2 separate regions of the Sus scrofa genome follow, and region 1 is linked to region 2. The links are chromatin contacts, called in public HiChIP or PLAC-seq maps. All regions are on one chromosome and are shown on one strand. Each heading gives the region's core, a stretch centred on a gene start, on an enhancer-like site or on the middle of the called end of the contact. The rest is flanking DNA. Distances are from core to core; before and after follow the strand shown.

Region 1 (5,639 bases), core at 2,847-5,346, 250 kb after region 2:
GGATCCCGCATTGCTGTGGCTCTGCGTTGGCTGGTGGCTACAGCTTCGATTAGACCCTAGCCTGGGAACCTCCATATGCCATGGGTAAAAGACAAAAAAAAAAAAAAAAAAAAAAAAAAAAGAAAGATGCGGCGTTACTGTGGCTGTGATGCAAGCCGGCAGCTGTAGCTGCAATTTGACCCCTAGCCTGGGAACTTCCATATGCACCGGGTGCAGCCCTAAAAAGCCTAAAAACAAACAACAACAACAAAAACCTTAAGGAGGAAGAAGTTCGCATTGTGGCTCAGTGGGTTACGAAACCAATACAGTGTCCATGAGGCTGGTTAAATCCCTGGCCTTGCTCAGTGGGTTAAGGACCTGGCATCACTGCAAACTGCAGCACAGGTCGCAGATGCGGTTCGGATCTGGTGTTGCTGTGGTTGTGCTGTAAGCCAGTAGCTGAAGCTCGGATTCGACCTCTAGCCTGGAAACTTCCATATGCTGTAAGGGCGGCCCTAAAAAAAAAGAAGCATTAACCCAGACTCTTGGGTGCTATTTTGCAGGGCTCCACTCTGGCCCTCTCTAGTGGGCACTGGACCTTCATTGAACACATGAATCTCATCTTACTTCTCTCAGTCCTTTTAAAGAAACTGGAGGAGCCCGGGAGGGCGTAAGGTGTGGGCTCCACCCTCTAGACACAGCCATCGGGGGTGCTGCAGACACAGCTCAACCCTGCAGCCTGCAGAGCAGGGGCAGGGAGCAAAGTTCTGGAGGCTGGGATGGGGAGAGGGGCCTGGGATGGGGTGGGGGCGCTGGACCATGGGGGGGAGGGGTGGGGAGGAGGAGTGGGGAGCCGATGTGTGGGTCCGGCTGCAGTCAGGCAGGGGTGTTAATGCGGCTGTGGGGGCCCTGGCTGTCCCCTTACTGAGCAGGGCAGGAAGGGAAAGTGGAAGCTACCTCTCTGGAGGGTGTGAAGTTTCCCATCCCTTTCCTCGTTCCCTGTGTGACCTTGCGCATGTCACCTGACCTCTCTGAGCCCCAGTTTCCTCCTCTGAAACATGGGGTTAAGAATACTTCCAGGTCTGCTGTGAGGAGCGAGAGCCCATTACAGGAGCAGGCACCACCACAAGGATTTGTGTCTTTGGCAAGTAGGTATTGAGCGCCTACTGTATGCCAGGCAAGGAAGCTGACCTGAGGTTGGACAGGGAAGGGCGCGGGCTCTTGGCTTGGCAGGGGTGGGGGGATGGCCGAGTCATCAAGGCTTCGAGAGCGCTTGGGGGGGGCTCGGGGCAGGGAAAGGCATTGCCCCAGGTTGTGGGGGAGGGGAGCTTCCTGGAGGATGACTTACTGGAGGGCTTGCAGGAGGAGACGCTCCCTTAATGAGAGGAGAGGGAGGAAGAGCAGAAGCCAAGACCTGGGGCTGGAGTGGGGGTGGGCGTGGGGAGGGCCCTGACCCCAGGCCTGTCATGCTCCTGGGGGCAGGCCTGCCCCCACCACACTCGGACATCTGTCCCCACAATCCATGTATGGGAGCCACTGCTACCTGGTAGCTGCAGTGGGCAGAAAGGCTAGATGTCCTGCAATGTGCCAGCCGGTTCCCAGGACAGTGACGGGCTCTCGTCCCACATGACTGTCTGACGTCTCACCGGGCATCCACGTGGGCAAAAACCCTGCTTGAAATTATCTGCATCTAGAATCTAACTTCATCTTATATATAAATGCAAATTTTCTTTTCCTGCTCTATCTTAATAGTCACTGAATTTTCCAGGAGTGCAACCACCATGTCAGTGGAGGGAAGGTTATTCTTTGTCTCGTTTGGACGTTACCCAAGAGCTGGTCACCATTTCGGAAAACCACGTCACCAACGGCCTCACCCACGGGGCACACCTGTGACCGTCTACACGGCAGCCGTTGCCTTCCTGGCGATCCTGGTACAGGACAAACTTCTGATTCCTTCTTTATTTCTCTGAGGGGGGTCCAGTGTCCCCACGTGATGCAATGACTGATTACCTTCCTTTTAACCCTCTTTCGATTCTAATTAGGGTATGACATTGGTGTTTTGAAAAATCACACATACCGGTGAATTATATAGCTGTGAACTCCACTTGAGGATAGAAAGGCACGTTACAAAATATTAGTTTCATAAAAGAAGCATCGGGTGTGAATGTTGGCGAGCCCCTGAGTCAGGAGCTGAGTCGGGGAACTGGTTTTGTGAGGGTGTGAGCTGGGGCTGAATGGAAGGACCACAGCCCAGCACACCCACCAAGGAGACCTTGGGAATGAGTCAGGATGGGGGCTCAGAACCTCGCACCCCTGCCCAGCAGTGCCACCACATGGGAACCTGAAAAGTGCCTTTGCCTGGTGCCGCCCCAGCTATGTTCTCATGTGTGGGTCCTGGGTGAGGGCCACGGGTCCGAGAGCAGCCAAAGACACACGGCTGACCCTATTCGGCAGAAAGGTGGAGGCTCTTCACAGCCAATAAGACTTTGAAACTGAATATACCTGACAACAGTCAGCCTTTAAGGAGGGGGAACGACCCAAGAGTGAGGGCAGGGCATGGCCAGTGAGAGAAGCTTCTAGACCCAATCAGCAGGTCCCTTGAATAGAGTACCTGCTCTAAAGCCCTTGGGTTCACCGAGACAGAGATGGTCTTTAGAGTCATAAAAAAAATTGTAGTTTCTCTTTGGGTAAATGTGCAAGTATTTTAAAACTATTAAGACAAGTATCAAATTTCCAAGCTCCTTGCCATGGAGGGACCCTGTCATGTCACTCAGACAGATGAGGCTGGAATGCCAGGCATTGTCAATTTGACCAAAGGCCTTGTAAATCATTTCAAGGAGCTGAAACTTAATTCCAATTAAAAAAAATTTTTTTAAGAGCCGTACCTGAGGCATATGGAAGTTCCTGCAATTGGGGTTGAATCAGAGCTGCAGCTGCTGCCCTATGCCACAGCAACATCAGGTCCTTTAACTCACTGAGTGAGGCCAGGGATCGAACCCACATCCTCATGGATACTAGTTGGGTTCTTAACCTGTTGAGTCACAGTGGGAACTCCCTTCATTCCAAATTTAATGGAAGCCTTCTGTGGATACTGAGCGGGGAGCAACATCATCAGATTTGCATTTTAGAAAAGTCAGTTTGGCCACAGGGTAGTTGATGGGTGTGATGGGTCGGGGGGTTCAAGACTAGCGGAGTCGGTGGGGGGCAGGCAGGGGGCAGGAGTCCCTGAGGGGCAGAGGACAGGCCCAGATTGGGTAGCAGGCAGGAGATGACAGTAGGGGCCTTGTAAGGGGTGGGGGGAATGAAGGTGGCCCAGGTGGCCTGGTGGGGAGGAGGTGGGGTGGCCTGGATTGTCAGGGGGCTGATGACAGAGGCTGGATTAACCAACAGGCAGATGCGACCCTTGTGCAGCCCGAGCCCTGGGCCGGCCCTGCTCACACACACCTCCCAGCAAACCTCTATGGCAGGTCCATGATTAGTCCCATCAGGTGTACAGACGAGGACATGGAAACACACAGAGTTTAAACCCTTGGCAGGGTCACCCCGGTGGGACCCCAGCTTTGGCCACCACACACTCTCAGAGGTTCTGGGGCTTTTTCAGAGGCAGCACTGCCAGGTCCCATGACTGATCTGTGCTAAGGAAGAACACGCAGCTGCATGGACGGTCAGGGTCGGCCTAACCTCATTCAGGAACAAAGGGCTTAGGTTTTTCTGTCAAGCCTGCAACTGGGAAGGTGGCCCTGCAGCGGTGCCTTGCTGAGAAACGGGGGAAGGGTTCCCAGCGGGCAGCAGCGAAACTGGGTGGGGGCAGCCGAGAGCCTCTCGTTCCAGTGGACAAGGCTGCCCACCGCCCTCTCCGGGCAGTGGACCCTCAGACCCTCCTCCCACCTCCCAAGGTCATGGGCAGCTCAGCTCAGGTCCAGCAAGGGTGCAGGACGCCCCTCCCTTCCTGCTTCTCCACACCACAGCGAGAGTCACTTCGCCTTGTCCAGAGTCCAGTGGTCCTTCCGCGGGTGACCTGGCTGGGTGCTGGCTGGGTGCGCTGGGAGCCCAAACACAGAGCCGCCCCTCCCCCTCGCCTCGCCTGGGCGACCGCGAGCGCAGGAGCCTCGAGCCCTATGGGTCTGGCGCGCCCTCTGCTGGACATTTTCGTGCGACGCCGAGACCGCTTCTGGAACTGCCTATTGAGCGTGTTTGCGGCAGTGGGGACGCGAAGGATGTGGGGAGAGGATCATATTGACTCTCACGACGGGAAGGGGAGGCAGGCAGAGGCGGAAGACGGCTGGTCTCCAGCCACCGTGAAAGAGGATCCAGGCAGATGAGCCCACAGTGAATTTTTGCGTCCCCATCAACAGCGGTCAGCCCTGCTGGAGCCCCCCTCGACCCCTCCCACAGCGGTCTTTTATCGCATCTCTTACTTAGGATTCACAGTAGCTCACCGTTATCACAGTATTATAATGAATGTATCTGCTACTTGCTTTATTGGATATTATTTTTTGGCTATTGGATTCGCAATAGCCCATGAAAATAGTATTGCAATCATTTTAATGGCTACTTATTATTCCTTATTTATTAGATATTATTTGAATGAATATACCTACTATTCTGATTTACGGATATTTTCTTCAGTATTGTTAGGTTTATTTATTTATTTTTTGGTTTTTAGGGCCGCACCTGCAGCATATGGAGGTTCCCAGGCTCGGGGTCCTACCAGAGCTACAGTTGACCGCCTGCACCATAGCTCACGGCAATGCCGGATCCTTAACCCACTGAGCAAGTCCAGGGATCCAACCCGCCACCTCGTGGTTCCTAGTCGGATTCGTTTCCGCTGCACCACAACGGGAACTCCAGCATTGTTAGGTTTAGATATATATTGGATATAGGATATCACTGTATATCAGATATTATTGATTGGATGTTGGAGTCACAGTAGCTTGTGAAAATCATAGTATGAATCTCATTTAAATGGCTAAAACCACTCCTCATGCTAACTTATTGGATATTTGATTGGCTATTAGTTGAACGGATAGAGCTACCATTGCTAAGAGCCATCACTCAGTGGTGTGACCCAGGCTTCATTACCTCATTTACTCCTCACTTTGATTCTCAAGCCCATTTTTCAGATGAGAAAACCGAGGCCCCCAAAGATTATGTCCCAACAGGCCCAAGTCACAGGCCAGCACTCTCCCACCTTTGCCTCTTGGGCCAGCTCCCTCCCACTGACCCAGAGGGAAGCCCACCTCATCCCCCACCCCAGATCCCCCTGGAGGCTCCCCCCGGAGGTAGTTGTAAAGACCTAAGTGGGCTCCCTGGTCTCCTCTTACCTTCTGCCACCCTGTGGAGCAGCTGCTTCTTTGAGAAGCATCTGTGGTGGGGTGGGGGGGGGTCTCTCGAGGGCATGTAATCACCTGAGCTCCCGCAGGGTCTTTGGCGCTGGGGGTGGGCCGTCAGAGAGTCTCAGGCGACGGAGAACGGCCCATGCCTCTCCCTGGGCGGAGGTGAGGAGGGCTTTGGCTGCATCCATCTGTGTGATCAGGAGTGTGGATTAAAGGAAGGTCATTGTCGTGCCTCAGCAGTTAACGAATCTGACTGGCATCCATGAGGACGCAGGTTCCATCTCCAGCCTCGCTCAGCGGGTTAAGGATCCGGCGTTGCTGTGG
Region 2 (5,601 bases), core at 2,502-5,001:
GCTGAGAAGTCTCTGCTTCTTGTGCAGGAATCCTCAGGACGGGGCTTAAAATGCTCACTCAATTCAGCAGGTTGGGATGGGCCCTGAAGCCTTTCTGATGGCCCAGCCCCTGAGGGAGGCTGGTGGTGCTGGGGTCTGAAGCCCTCAGAGGACACTCAGGCCACCGGCCCTGGCCCCTCATGTGCGCCTTGCCCTCGGCTCACCACGCACTCCTCAGGAGCCTGTGGATGCCTCTCCTGGCCTGCTTGGCAGACTCGCTTCTTAAGACCCTCTTTTGTGAAGGTTCTTCCACCCTAATGAACAGAGCTAGCCGTGCCAGCCCTGCTGGCCCCTGGGCCCCATCCTGCCCCTGTATGCTGCTTGTCTGCCAGGACTGAGCTTCTGCCCAGGCAGGGCTGAGCTAGCCGCACTTCGGCCCCGTGCCCAGCATGGGCTTGGCACACAGTAGGTGCTCCGAAGGTTTTTGGAGGCTTGGTCAGTGAGTTAGCCCCGGGCTGCAGATCTGGCTGAGCTGGAGCAGCAGCAGGAGGGGAGCCCCTGCTGGAGGTGAGCTTCGGCTGAGGGCTGCGGAGGATCCCTGCACGTGGCTTCCAGGGTGCCTAGGTGCCGGCCGGCTCAGGGCACCACCTGTGTCTCCTGGCTCAGCCCTTCCTTCCCAGGGCGCTGGCTCTGATGCCATGCCCATTCTTCTGGACCCAGGATGGGGGCAGGGGGAGCCTGTTGAAGGCTGAAGAGACATGCTTTTTTTTTGGCTATGTCCAAGGCATATGAAAGTTCCAAGGCCAGGGATCCAACCGGTGCCACAGCTGTAGCCTGAGCCACAGCAGTGACAACACTGTATCCTTAACCTGTTAGGCCACCGAGGAACTTCCAAGAGACATGCTTTTCTTTTTCCCTTTTACAGCTGCACCTGTGGCATATGGAAGTCCCTGGGCTAGGAGCTGCAGCTGCAGGTCCACACCACAGCCACAGCAACACAGCATCTGAGCCACATCTACAACTGACCCCGCAGCTTGTGGCAACGCCGGATGCTTAATCCACTGAGTGAGGCCAGGGATTGAACCCACATTCTCAAGGACACTACGTCGGGTGCTTAACCTGCAGAGCCACAACAGGAACTCCAAGACATGCTTTTAAACATAAGACATGCCTGCCTTCCACCACTCAGAACCTCTTCTCTTTCCTCGAGAAGTTGCCAACCTAGCCCGGCCCTGGTGACCCCAGCTTACCCGTGTGACTGCAGCAGCCCTGCCAAACTATCCACGTGCTGCTGCTCATGCTTAATCCTCCCCCTCAAAAAACCCATTTCCCATGTAACAGCCAGAATGAGCTTTTAAAAGCAGAACTCATCACCCTGCTTAGAGCCTCTGAAAGCTTTCCACTGAATCTGGGTGAAATCCCGGGACCTATGAGGGCTCCTTCGAGTCTGGCCCCAGCTCGCCCGCGCTCTCTCACTTTCTAGTCGCATTCGTTACAAAGTCACTTGTTGCCAACCTTTCTGCCTCAGGACTTTTGCACTTGCAAAGGAAGGAAAGAAGGAAGATGGGAAGGGAGGAACGGAAGCTCACCTTCAGGTCTTCATAGGTGTCAGCCGAGAGCTTGGTGCTGTTCATGTTCAAGCTGCAGAGGCTCTTCATGGCTGTGCAGTGACAGACAGACACAGACAGACATGACCATGAAGTCAGTCAGACCCCACAGGGGGCAGCTGCGGGAACTAGACCCTCAAGCTGGGGGCTGACTGAGTTTCCGAGGCCTCTGCTTAGGGCACGGGGTGGGGGAGCTGGAGGTTCAGAGCAGAGGTGGGGGCCGCGAGGTACAGAGTCTAGTTCAGGCAGGTGCTGACCTGAATTGGGCCCGTGTTCTCTCCCTGCCCCTGTGACCTTCCCTTCCGGTCCCCTGTCATGTCCCTGGAGCTTGCCTGCCACCCTGCAGACCAGCCCTAATGGGCCAGCCCTGGCCTTCCCCCCAAGGAAACCCTGAAAGCTCTCCCCACGGGAGCTGACGTGGGCCCCGGCTTCTGGAAAGCAGGCCTCATGCTTTGGCTTTGCATCCAGAGTTGCACAGGGCGCCTGTTAAAGACAGACGCCCGGTCCCCCTCCCGGAGGCGCTGAGTGCGGGACGCAGGAGCCAGCACTGTTCGCCAGGACGCTACCCCGCTGGGACTCCAAACCTCATCCTCCCGGTGCTCCGTCAGCCCTGTCACCTGCCCCTAACCCCTCAAAGCCTCCTACCAGGGGCCAACGACCCGCTGCCGGGCCTGCCAGCTCCTTGGCCACCCCTACGTGAATGGCTTCCACGCCCAGGTCCAGTCCTCTCCCTGGGAAACCCTCCTTGCTTCTTCCCAGCTGGGATACACAGGGCCTCTCATCTAAACCAGTGGGTCTGACAACAGGCAATGCAGATTCCCAGGCTCAACAGCACCCAAGGTTCGAGTTCAGGAGATGAGGGTCGGGGTACGGGCACCAGCAGCTCCAGGTCCCTCGAGCATTCTCTGGCTCCGTCTACGAGGGCAGTGCCTCTTAAATGTTAACCCGCATGAGAATCACTGGGGCTTTTTGTTACAATGCAGTTTCTGAGTCGGCGGGTCTGGGGCAGGGCCTGAGAATCCGCATTTCCAACCAGCTCTGGGGGAGCCGCTGCGGCTGGTGGGGAGGGGGCACCTCGGGCCTCTGACACTGTCGGGAGGGCATGAGCCCGGCCTCACGCGTTTTCCTTTTTTCTAGAGTATCAGCTCCACAAGGGCAGCGGCATTTGCCCTGGTGCTGCTCCTGGTGGAGGAGGGCTTAGCGAGGCCTCGGCATGGCCCGCAGCCCCGGGGAGGGACCAGAGAAGGCGGCGGGACTCACAGCTGAGGGCCAGCAGGCCGGCATCGGTGACAGGCGTCTCGCACAGGTTCAGCACCTGAAGCATCGTGAGGTGTTCCGACAGGAGCCGCAGGCCGGCGTCTCCAAACTGTGGGGCAGAGACCCTCTCAGCCTGGAGACGGACTCCAGCCTCCGCCCCGCACAGCGGTGGAAGGAGGCAGAGCCTGGCTTTGTGGCCCAGGACCTCCGCCCTCCACGCCTCAGGGCCAGGGCTGCTCTCGCTTCTCTCCAGAGACTCCAGGGCCATGACCTGGGTTCAAATCCAGCTTCTGCTGGTGCCATGGCCCAGACTAGTACCCTCCCAACCCTGTGAGTCGGTGCTACCGTCTGTCTAGGGGGGTTGTGAACCCAGTGGCTCTCTGAGTGAGGGCGGAGGTGGCCCTGCCCTGGGGGAGGGTGGGATGGCTGGACGGCTGGGCCTTACAGCACTGCTGAGCCCACATGTGAAGATCCACGCCAAAGGCTCAACCGCTAGATCAATGCTGAGCAGGACAAGGAGCACCGTGGCCGTTATGACACGGAAGGGACCCACAAGCCACCCGCACGCTCCCGAGGGAGGGGCATTAGACCCGCTCCACACGTCAGCTCTGCCTTTCAGCACGGGTGAGACTCTACATGTCCCCTCTGGGCCTCAGCAAATCCAGCCGTGAAAGGGGCTACTGGGCATCGGAAAGGCTAGACCTCCTCTGGCTTAGGACCCTCTGGGGAACGTAGCACTGAGCCATGGAGGGGGCATGGGATCAAGGGACTGGACCCATGGGTTCTGGGTGGAAAGGCCAGCCATGGAGGAGGGTGCAGGGCAGGTATGGGGCAGGGAGGAGGGAACGCCCCCCACCAGGGGGCAGGGAGGGCTGGGCGGAGCAAGGGAGAAGGGGGCGGAGCAAGGGAGGAGAGGGCGGAGCAAGGAAGGAGAGGGAGTGGTGCAGGGAAGACACGTAGCGGGGTGCAGGGCGGGCCCGTGTACCTGAGTGGACCACAGGTTTAGCTGCTTGAGAGAAGGCAGTTTGATGAGGTGCTCTGCGCAGGCACTGGTTACATTGGTGAAGGCCAAACTGAGGTTCTCCAGGTTTCCGAAGGAGCCAGAGCTCAGCAAACGAGCCAAGTCGGCATCCTGCAGAGGGCAGGCAGGCGGGGCTCAGGGGGCGCCTGGCACAGCCCGGCGCCTTCCCAGGCCCTCTCCACCCCCACACTGTCTGGCCCGGTGGGTTGGGCTAAGGGGGTGTCAAGGAGGCGGGCTGCCTCCCTATCTCCATGGGTGGTAGCTGCCCGGCTGGAGAAAGCCTTTGGGTGCTGTGACTCACACCCTGAGTCACCACTGGGGTGTTCAGAGGCCATGTCCCTCCCACAGGCCTGCACGCACATGTCTGTCTGACCAGCTCGCTTTCCCAGGTGGCAGCTGGTGGCCATTCCCAGCAGCAAACAATAAGCCCCCTGCAAGTCTAAGGCCTGTGGGGATCGATGAACATGAGAGCACTAGATGAGGATCGCTGACCTCTTCCATCTTTGGGACAGAATCCTTAAGTTTTAGCTGCCATATGGCTGCCCTGAATTAAGGCTACATTTTCCAGCTACGTGGGGCCACATGCTATATCTGGACAATAAGCAGTTGTGACCAATGGAACTTCCAGGAAGGTCCTTCAAGAGAAGAGTTGTGTTCTTTGCCTGCTTCTCCTTACTCCTGGCTGGAATGGAGACAAGATGGCTGGAGCCTGTGCAGCCTATTTGGACCATGAGGTGGAGGCTATGTGCCAAAGACAGGACAGAGGAATTAAGAGGCCCAAAGTTGTTAAATGGGGAAGGGAAGAGGCACCAACCTAAAAGGCTTGTTGTGAAGACACAGTGCACTGTGAGCACAGTATCTGTGCGTGAACGCTTCAACATACGTGAACTATTACTGCTGTCACTATGAATAACTGGTAACATGTCAACATTAATATCCACCATAATCTGTACCATAATGTTTGGTTTCTTACAATCCAGTTCCCTCCAGAAAAGCCGGCCTGCCAAGTACCACGGTGTCCTTGTTCAACCCCCGACCGCATCACCAGCAACAGGCACTGCTGTTCCCCAGCAAGGAGGACCAACCCACCTTCCTCCCTCTGCCCAGCCCTGCCAGACAACGAAACCAACTCACTGTGGACTTGGAGGGCAGTGTTAGCCTGGTGGGCCCGCCTTTCCTTTGCTGCAAGAGGAACCAGAGTGATCATGACCCACTTGCCCACGAGCTTCCCCCGGCCCCACCTCTAGCATCATCTCTCAGGGCGCCATTTGCTTTCCTGGGAGTGGAAGCCCATCCATGAAGGCCCCGAAAGGACGAGGGTGCTACCAACCCGCTATGCCTGGGCTCTGGGAAATGGCAGAGAAGTCAGGTCTCAGAGGGGCCCCATTCAAAGGAGAAGCATCAGAGCTGCTCCGGGGCCTGACTTCCGAACCCTTTCTGTCTTGCTGCGCTTTGGCCAAGAGGTACAGGTGCTGGCCTTCTGAAGGCAAGCCCCGCCCAGGCACTCAAATGAAGGGTCTCAGGGACGTGGGGTCCCTGACAGCGACGGCCCTGTGGGACTCAGAGGGTGGGTCAGCACGGGGTCCTGGCCAAGCGGGGGGCTGTTTGACCCTGGGCCACCAGCCTGGCCTGTCTGGTCATCTGGAAAGGGGCAGGTGGCCACCTTGACGTCTTTGGGTCTGAGGAGGATGCCGGAGAGGGAGGCCCACAGAGGCGCCGCAGTCCCCGGGCTCTGCT

Evidence for each region. HiChIP or PLAC-seq counts read pairs in DNA pulled down with a chosen protein or histone mark.
Region 1: an H3K27ac HiChIP or PLAC-seq map of alveolar macrophages shows a contact between it and region 2. The contact joins two enhancer-like sites. A contact is called at or near these places in 1 of 5 promoter capture datasets (liver), 29 of 47 Hi-C or Micro-C datasets (adipose tissue, alveolar macrophages, blood and 16 more) and 2 of 2 datasets of contacts at active chromatin or transcription factors (alveolar macrophages and skeletal muscle).

What each region holds. Positions count from the first base shown.
Region 1 is chr6:6,906,370-6,912,008 of Sscrofa11.1, forward strand. No RefSeq gene overlaps it. Among named protein-coding and RNA genes, the nearest start is that of CMIP, 27 kb to the left of the region's middle. Within about 2 kb of position 4,097, at least 23 of the 83 cell types and tissues checked have an H3K27ac peak or open chromatin away from gene starts, as enhancers often do. A contact at or near this core is called in alveolar macrophages, where this site is marked.
Region 2 is chr6:6,656,485-6,662,085 of Sscrofa11.1, forward strand. CMIP (C-Maf-inducing protein) reads right to left here. Exons shown (of 21, transcript XM_021093761.1): 17 at 4,999-5,046; 18 at 3,829-3,975; 19 at 2,847-2,952; 20 at 1,569-1,639. Among named protein-coding and RNA genes, the nearest start is that of PLCG2, 56 kb to the left of the region's middle. Within about 2 kb of position 3,752, at least 11 of the 83 cell types and tissues checked have an H3K27ac peak or open chromatin away from gene starts, as enhancers often do. A contact at or near this core is called in alveolar macrophages, where this site is marked.